Regions from separate parts of the Oryctolagus cuniculus genome. Here region 1 is linked to region 2. The links are chromatin contacts, called in public Micro-C maps. All regions are on one chromosome and are shown on one strand. Each heading gives the region's core, a stretch centred on a gene start, on an enhancer-like site or on the middle of the called end of the contact. The rest is flanking DNA. Distances are from core to core; before and after follow the strand shown.

The links. Hi-C and Micro-C count contacts between places; a contact is called where the count stands out from the background.
Region 1: a contact with region 2 is called in a Micro-C map of ear pinna, with 5 times the contacts expected there. The contact joins two enhancer-like sites. A contact is called at or near these places in 2 of 6 Hi-C or Micro-C datasets (ear pinna and an unstated tissue).

The regions. Positions count from the first base shown.
Region 1 is chr11:25,338,227-25,342,657 of mOryCun1.1, forward strand. All of the region lies in intron 3 of NOL4L (nucleolar protein 4 like), which reads left to right. Among named protein-coding and RNA genes, the nearest start is that of NOL4L, 59 kb to the left of the region's middle. Within about 2 kb of position 1,930, at least 5 of the 8 cell types and tissues checked have an H3K27ac peak or open chromatin away from gene starts, as enhancers often do. A contact at or near this core is called in ear pinna, where this site is marked.
Region 2 is chr11:25,128,235-25,132,353 of mOryCun1.1, forward strand. All of the region lies in intron 1 of DNMT3B (DNA methyltransferase 3 beta), which reads right to left. Among named protein-coding and RNA genes, the nearest start is that of DNMT3B, 8.8 kb to the right of the region's middle. Within about 2 kb of position 1,612, at least 1 of the 8 cell types and tissues checked has an H3K27ac peak or open chromatin away from gene starts, as enhancers often do. A contact at or near this core is called in ear pinna, where this site is marked.

The DNA.
Region 1 (4,431 bases), core at 680-3,179, 210 kb after region 2:
CACCTCAAGCGACAGGGATGCAGCTGGTTAATCCTCATCATGCTGGTGCCAGGGCTAAAAGCAGGGCTCCAGGCCTGGGCTGTGTGGCTTTGGTTGGCCGCTCAACTGCTCTGTGTCTCCCTGAGCCTCAGCGTCCTCATCTCTGGTGCCTCCCTCAGTGGGCTGAGATCTGACGGTCTGTGCACCTGGCCCAGGCACCCCCCCCACCCCCACCCCCACTGCAGGACGAGTGAGCCGTGCTGCTGCAGTTACTGTGGTAACTGAGTCCCTCGGGGATGTGCCCCACGTGGCCGGACACGGGCTGAGCGGCTGCAGCTCCTGTGGCACCTGCAGGTGGGCCCGGAGGACTCTCCCTGCCACACTCCCCACCCTGCTGGGGTCTAGGCCCCAAGGGCACGTGCCCTGCTGGTAACTGTAGCTGCCTGGTTCCTACCCACCGCCTGGCCTAATTGTTTCCATAGCAACTGGCGGAGTCAGCCTCAGAACGGCTGGCCTGGAGGAGCAGAGGCGAGGCTGAGAGGGACCGCACGTGCGGACTGCTCTGGCGTCGGCAGGCTGCATCCGCTGTGCCGACACCCCCACCCCCGCCCCCACCCCGCCTTCACCTCTCCCAGCTCCTCACTGAAGGCCCTGGGGTCTCCCAGGGCTGCGGGCTCCCTTCCTCCTCGGCTGTGGCTTCGTCTGGCCAGGAGGGGCGGATGCCAGCACAGCAGCGGCTCCCTCTCCTGCTCTCCTCGCTGGCTGCCACCACCGTGCCCTCCCTCAGGGAGGAGGGTGGAGGAGGAGGGAGCACACAGGCTGGGAGCTGCTTAGAATATAAACCAACTACGGGGGCTCTGTGCTGGGGCCTGTCCCTCCCACTCGCCTCGGGCAGCACAGGAGACCGGCACCGTGCCCATCCGTGCCCATCCGCAGGGCAACCCTGGTCCTCTGTCCCCGGGGCTGGTCCTTTTCTTTTCTTTTTAAAGGTTTGTTTATGCATGTGAAAGGCAGAGTTCCAGAGAGAGATGGAGAGACAAAGAGAGAGGTCTTCCATCCGTTGGTTCACTCCCCAGATGGCCGCAATGGCCAGAGCTGGGCTGATCCAAAGCCAGGAGCTTATTCCGGGTCTCCCATGTAGATGCAGGGACCCGAGCACTCGGGTCATCCTCCATTGCTTTCCCAGGCCGTAGCAGAGAGCTGGATCAGAAATAGAGCAGCCGGGATTAGAACCGGCACCCATGTGGGATGCCGATGTTGCAGGCGGCAGGTTAACCCACTGCGCCACAGCGCCGGCCTCTCGCTCCTTTTCATTGCAGGGAGGGGAGAGCAGGAGCCAGGGGGTTGGGGTCAGGGAGGCCTGGGTGTCCGGCCATGTTCCCAGCTGTGTGTCCTCGGCAGCGTAGTAAGCCGCTCTGAGCACGTGCAGCTCCTAACAGCCTGCAGCTCTGTGAGCTGTGAGTCCCGGTTCACAGCAAGGAAACCGAGGCACGGGGAGGTCTGAGCTGAAATCACACACCTGGGTTCTCCGGGTTCTCTGGGGAGGCAGCAGTGGGAGCAGCAAACTTAGTTGCTCATCAGCGAGATGGAAGCCCCGCCCTCCTCTCGGGGCAGCCGAATTAAATGAGCCCGTTATGTAGGGCACCTGGCACACGGGGCTGCCTGGGGAATGTCAGCCTGACCCCCTCCCGGGCCTGCACGCCGGACTGCCCGTGTCCAGGTGGCCCCACAAAGACACACACTGCCAAGGTAGGGTCAGCAGTGCACCGCACCCCCACACCACCCCCAGGTGAACCCACGGGGTCAGAGGGGAGGGTCTGGTCCCTCTGCAGCCAGGGCAGAGCTGCAGAGCCTGCAACACCCCCCACCCCCGCCCCGCCCCTCCCTGCCTGGCCGAGTCTGCCAAGTGGCCAGAGGCGCTAGCCTCCTGGACGGCCCTTGCCAGCTGGCGGGCTGCCTCTCCTCCTGCCCCAGCCCAGAGCCTGCAGATCCTATCTCGGCATGCCCTGCTGGCCTCTCTGGATGCGGTCAGCTGCGGGCTCTGTCACAGGCACCCCTGCCGCGCCAGCCCTGCCTGCTGGGAAATCGGAGCCCGTCCCTGGCCCCGGAGGCAGGCCCAGTGTTCCTGTCCCAGGAAGGGGGGGCAGGGGACAGGATGGAGACTTCTTGAGGCTCTGCTGGGAGGCCGCCTTGCTTCCTGGCCTCTGGTTAAAAAGAAAGGAAGGAAGCAGAGCGGCCTCCTGGCTCAGCGGTTTGTCCCCGGCAGAGCCTGGGGGCCTGGACAGCCCCTGCCCCCCTCCCCGCCCCCAGCGCCAGCAGCACAAACAAAGGAGGCTGCGAGGATCGGGAAGGATCGGGAAGTCCGGCGATGGGAAAGTCCAGGGCCTCCCAGCTCCACGCTGCTCTTCCACCAGCCGGAGCGAACCTAGGCCAGAGCAGGGACAGAGCAGGAGGGCCGGGTGTGGCCTCCGCGCAGCCCCAGCTCCTGGAGGGTGGGGGAGGCCTCCGGGGGCTCGCTTCTGCCCCGTCTGCTGTGACAGGCATTGCTGGCAATGGGCAGCGACACGGTCACCCTTCTTCTGCGAATGAGTGGTCCACTCATGTGGCGCCCAGACCGCTCCGCGGTTTCCTGCCCTTCCCCGACTTGGTCCCACCCCAGCCTCGCCTGGCCTGTCCTCTCCCAGCTCCCATTCTTGCTGTGTGACTATGGGAAGGTTGCATGGCCTCTCTGTGCACTGTTGCCGCCTCTGTAAAGGGGGGGGTGTTCATTCATCCAGCACCCCCTCACGGGGTTCAGCTCAGGAACCATCAGCGACGGAGTGAGCGTGAGCCGTGCTCACGTGCTTGGCACGCAGCTCTCTGAGCTCCTGGCCGCTCCTGTGGGCTCTGAGGGACTCCCTGCTGCTTCTCCGTCTCGCTTCCTGAGCCTGTGTCACTCGCGGTCTCCCCATCCGCCCCACCCCGAATGCTCACGTGCCGGCCACTGATTCACTTCCCCAAAAGGAGAGTTCGCTACCTCTTGAGCTGGCCCCCAAGTCTGAACCCCCCCCCCAGTCTGTGGACCCCAGGGCTGTAAAGGAGAACGGCCGCCCTCGGACCCACCCGGAGACGCGGTGGGCTCTGCCTGCGCTGAAACGTGTGCTGATGGGTGGGTGCTATGGGTGCCGGTGTTTGGCCTGGCTCAGGTGAAACCAGCACAGCATCGATGGTTGCCAAGGCCACGCACAGCCGGGTCTAGAGCCCAGCCTGGCTCGGCTTTTCTTGGCAGGGCGGTGCTGAGACGATTCCCGAGCACCTGCTCTGCAGCCTGCTGGCTCCGGGCTGGCCCCTTGCCCCCTGGTGGCAGTGAGGCCACCATGTAGGGGCCTGGCTCATCTCAGCAGAGCCCCGGGAATCCCTCTCTTACTTGTCCCTGCTTGCACCTCAGCACGCCCTATCCTGGTATTTGTCTCCCCCATGAGCCCCTCCTCCGAGGACCCTGCGGAGCCAGCCCTCTGGGTGTGAGCCCACTTCTATCCAGAACACAGTGGGCAGAGCGGCTCCCACCGTCCAAGGCCTGCCCGACCGTCCTGCCCGCCGCATAGCGAGCCCCGTCCTCCGGCTCCGCTCCCGTGGGGCGGGTGCCCCGCCAATAACTGCCCCATGTTTCCTGTGCTCACCTGGCACACCTGTGGGCCCTTCGATGGCGCTGCTGGCAAAGGAACTGACCAAGGAAAACCCTTTCTCCCGCCCGCCAGGGGCTGCTTCAGCTGCACCCGGTTTTATCAGCGATACCTTCTCCTGAGCAGGACACTGCTGACCATCAGCAAAAGGACTCGGGGCTCCCGCTGCACGGGCTGCCCAGCACGTGTCACCATCGCACCCCCGCGGGGAGGGGCCGGCCCGTGCCTCGTTGTCGGACAAGCTCGTCTCTGAGGAAGCAGAACAGAAGCGGCAGAACTCTTGGTCTGAAAACAGGAACTGCACTCCGCACTGCGGCACCATCGCCACGGACTCACGGGACCATCTGGCAGACGCTGACCCAAGCTGGCCCGATGCTGGGGGCCGTGGCCTAACGGCCCCCTGGGGCTCAAGACGTCCAGTCTCGGCGGGCACTGAGGAGAGGGCACGCAGCGCTGTTTGCCTTGCTGGGCAGGGGGCAGAGCCGCCCCGTCCTCTCTGGGTTGCCCCTTGGTTCGCAGATGCTTTTTCTTTTTTAAGATTTTGTTTGTTTCTTTGAAAGTCGAAGTTACAGAGAGAGGATGAGAGGTCTTCCGTCTGCTGGTTCACTCCCCAGATGAGTGCAATGGCCAAACGGAAGCCAGGAGCCAGGAGCTTCCTCTGAGTCTCCCACGCCGGTGCAGGGGCCCAAGGACCTGGGCCGCGTGCCACTGCTTTCCCAGGCCATAGCAGGGAGCTGGATCAGAAGTGGAGCAACCAGGACTCGAACCGGCACCCATATGGGATGCTGGC
Region 2 (4,119 bases), core at 362-2,861:
GCTTTCTCACAAGAAGGAATCCCTTCCTCCCCACCCCCATACACAGGACAAGGACAAGCCTGGCCCGGCCGGATCTGCTCTGGCCAAGCTGACCTGGATGGACAGGCTGGGCTGACCTGGGGCTGACCCAGAGCCAGTGCCCTATCCCAGGGAAGCTGCTGCAGGGCAGCTCAGAATCATAATGGCAAGCATTCGCCTTAGGCCAAATGCCTGGACCCAATAACCTGGGAGGCCTGTCATCCTCCAGGGGCGCCCCGCCTCTGGGAGCCTGGGGGAGGGGCGGGGGACATGGGGACATGGGGACATGGGGAGCTCACAGCCAGGAGCTTCCTTTGCTCCCATCTGGGAGCCAGGGTGGCTTCTCAGAGGATGCTGGGACCCAGTGCCCAGTGCCCTAAGTCAAGAATGTGCCCTGCTAGCCAGGCCTGGTGGAACCTGAGGCCAGGAGCTGACAATGATTAACCTCCCAGGGTTGCCCACAGGACACAGCAGCACCCCACAGGGGACCTACCTATAGTCAGATCTCACCTTGCAGGAAACCCCCCCTGTCCTAGAGCCAGACTCAGGCTCTGGATGAGGACTCAGAGGGAAACAGGCTGGACGTGCTCCCCTTCCTTCCTGCGGCAGGATTCCCTGTCATGCCCTCGGGCCGCCTCTGCCACAACTGGGTGGACCACACACCAGCTCCCAAACAGGCTCCTGCTTCTGCCTCTGTGCTGCTCAGCTGAGCCTCCCACCCTCCCCACCACTGCCTCCTCCCTTCTCACACTTGAAAAGCCTGGGCATTGTCTCCAGGGCCTCTGCCCAGGAAGTACCCTGGGCCTCCTTCCCCTTCCTATCCTTTGCCTTACCTATGCTAACTCAATTCTTCAACACCCAACTCCCATTGAACAGATGGGAAAATGGAGGCAGAGAAGCTAGAATCAACCCCATCCATGCTTGGCCAACATGCAAGCAAGTTCAACGTGAATTTCACTACAGGCTCCACGCAGGGAGAATGACATTTGCTTCGTGCACTGGTAATGACAGCCACAAACTTCCCACCATCTACCTGGGCCTTGGTCTGACACTTGCTGGCCACCATGGCCAACTGCTTTATCTAATCTGACTGCTCAGGGCTGGAGGACAAGGACAAGGACAGAGGTAGAGGCCCGTTTCCTGTGACAGAGTATCTACCAGTCCCTTCTGTAGGCACTCCATGGCAGACACCTTTAGCTTCCTCCCCACCTCCACCCAGACAGGTCGGGTCATCACAAGCTCAGATGTGCTAATTAAGTCACACAGTAAAGTGGCTGTGCCAGGTCTCATGCCCAGGCAGCACAGGGCACGTGCCTGAGCGCCTACACCAGAGACCAAGCAGACAAGAGCTACAAGTTAGCAACAATGCATCAGGCACCCCAGGGGCAGGAGGGAGACACCACACTGGCTGGCTGTTTACCTCCACAGGAAGTGTCTGCCTAACCTACCCTAGAGAGGAGTGAACTTTGGCCCTTTCCCAGAGGGGGGGGTCTAGCATGTGACCCCGGGTGGGCAGAGTGCGGGGACCAGGTCAGACATGCTCAGATGCAATGTGGCAGATGGGCAGGGGGAGTGACACCCCCAATTAGGAGATGAGGCTCAGGCCTGCCCCCCAGCCCATGCCAGCAATAAGGCTTCCAGCAGCTATTTCCTAACACCTTACAAGCATTAATTGCATTCATTAAACCTCACAGTGGGGGGTGAGTGAGAAGGGGGCCAGTATGGGCATCTTTGCTATGTCCAACCCTGAGGGTGAGTCAGAAAGGGAGATTGGAAGATACTGCCACCTCCTGTCTGAGCCACTCCTGCGGCCTTGCGGGGAGACAAGCTCCTGCATCCTGCACTGGGGCTGTTCCCACTGCCCCTGCAACACAGCAGCTCCCTCCCCACATGGAGGCCGACCCGGCTGGGCTCCCATCAGCCGGTGCAGAAGGGAAGAGGCCTCACCTCGGTCAGCCCAGGAGGACAAGGATGGACTGCATGCAGCAGGCACCTCCCAGAGCCAGAGGCTGCTGCTCCCCAGAGCACAGCCCCACTCAACTCCAGAAAAGATGAAACAGAAACACAGGTTAGAAACGGCTTGGCCCTGGTTCTGCAGCCCCAGTCCTGAGCTCTGCCTCTGGAAAAGCAACCAGGAAGCCTCCCTTTGGTCCCCACGACTCAAGGGATTCTGGGAAATCGCTCAGTGCCTCCAGGTCAGGACCGCGCACAGCATGGTGGCTGTCTGCTCACAGCCAGGCCTCAGGATGATAATCAGAATTATCAAAAGAATTTGCCACAGGGAGGACTGCACAAATGCACAATACTGGCCATGCACACATTCCTTGCAGCCTTGATGCTGATAGCACCACAAACTGCCCAAACATTACCGACTTAAGCTTATATACCACTCAAAAATGTGTGCATACCATTACACATGAGACAAGTATTTGTTTTCAGAAAACACTTGAGTTACCTATGCAAGGGGTTCAAGAACTTTTATACTTTCCACTCCTTTTCCAGCAACCCCTTGAAGTACAATTGATTCACAGGAATAAAACCTAGGAGCATACAGAAAGATTGAACAGGTATGGCCACTTCACGTTTAAAATCGAAAATTTAGAAATGCAAGCAACCAGGCCCCCATTGAGGGGCGACACCCCCAGAAAGTGCAGTTAAGGACCACTCCAGAAGGGGGAGAAGCAGAATTCTGGGAGCTACTTCCCACCCCCAGAGCCCTCTGCACCAGAGCCAAGGCCCCTGCACTTCTGCACCTCCCTCCCACTGCTGCAGCTAAGGATGCCTTCGACGCAGTCCATCTGAGCATCAGGGCAGCCTTGACCTCATCTGCTGCACTGCCAAGCTGTTTATGATTCCAGTACGCAAATCCCCCAGCCAAAGAGCGCACCAAAGCCTCTGTGCACGGACACTGACAGTCACTGCAGTCCTGCAGCCCAAAGGCACCACTGGGCGAGGGGCACCTGTTAGAGGTGGGAAATCTGCACAATGCAGTGGCATTGGTTTAGGTGCCCCCCTTGCACCTGTATTCTCTAACTGAAAACTCCCTTAGGACTCCCAAGCTCTTGTTGAGGATGGTTTTACAGGACAATCGCACTTAAGTCTCCTGTCCAAAAGAAACTTCCTTTGTGTTGGGCCACTTGGGTTTAATCCACCTGATTATTTGTCTGTGGTAAGTCAGGCATCCAATATTTCCCCAAGGAAAGCCAAGACCCCTGTGATGCCAAGGTGCCCAGCTCCACCTTGCGCAAGGCTTGCTTATTTCTCTATTTGAAAGGCAGAGTTACAGAGAGGCAGAGAGAGGTCTGTCTGCTGGCTCACTCCAAGTAGGTGCAATGGTCAGAGCTGGGCCAATCCAAAGCAAGGAGCCGACACTGGCACTGGCATCCCACGTCAGAGCATCAGTTCAAATCCCCACTACTCACTCCTGATCCAGCTCCCTTGCTCAGGGCCTGGAAAGGCAGCAGATGGCCCAAGTGCCTGGGCCCCTGTACCCATGTACGTGGGAGACCTGCATGCAGCTCCTGGATCCTGGCCAGACCTGGCTGTCAGTCATCTGAGGAATAAGCCAGCGGATGAAGCTCTGTCTCTCCCTTTGTCACTGTGCCTTGCAAATCTTTTTAAAAACAAAAACTGGCCAGGTACTGCCCACCTCAATGGCAGAGACTCAATGAGTCTTCTCCAAGACTCATCCAGCCAGCTCTGGGAGGTAGAAGGGGCTGCGTGAAGTCTTCTACAGTACTTGACACTCCTCGCAGGCTGGCCTTAGCTCACGCAGATTTTCACACCTGACTATGCTTCCAGCTCAACCCAAACACCCCAGGACACAGGAGGAGACAGAGGACTTGGGCCAGCCAGCGTACAGCACTGGGGTCTAAGTACAGCTTTCTTGCTGGTTCATGCCAACTAGCTCCCTGGGTCTGTGTGCAGACTGCAGGGGGTAGGGGGCAGCCCCCCAACCTCTTCCCACCGCAGGGGCCTGCAGCTGGCCCCATCCACCCCCAGCCTCTCTGCTCTGCTGGGCATCCATGCCAGGTGCTGAGGAATTAAGGCAGGCAGAGAGCAGTCCTCCCAGAGCGGCCAGTAGGGCAAGGAGGGGGTCAG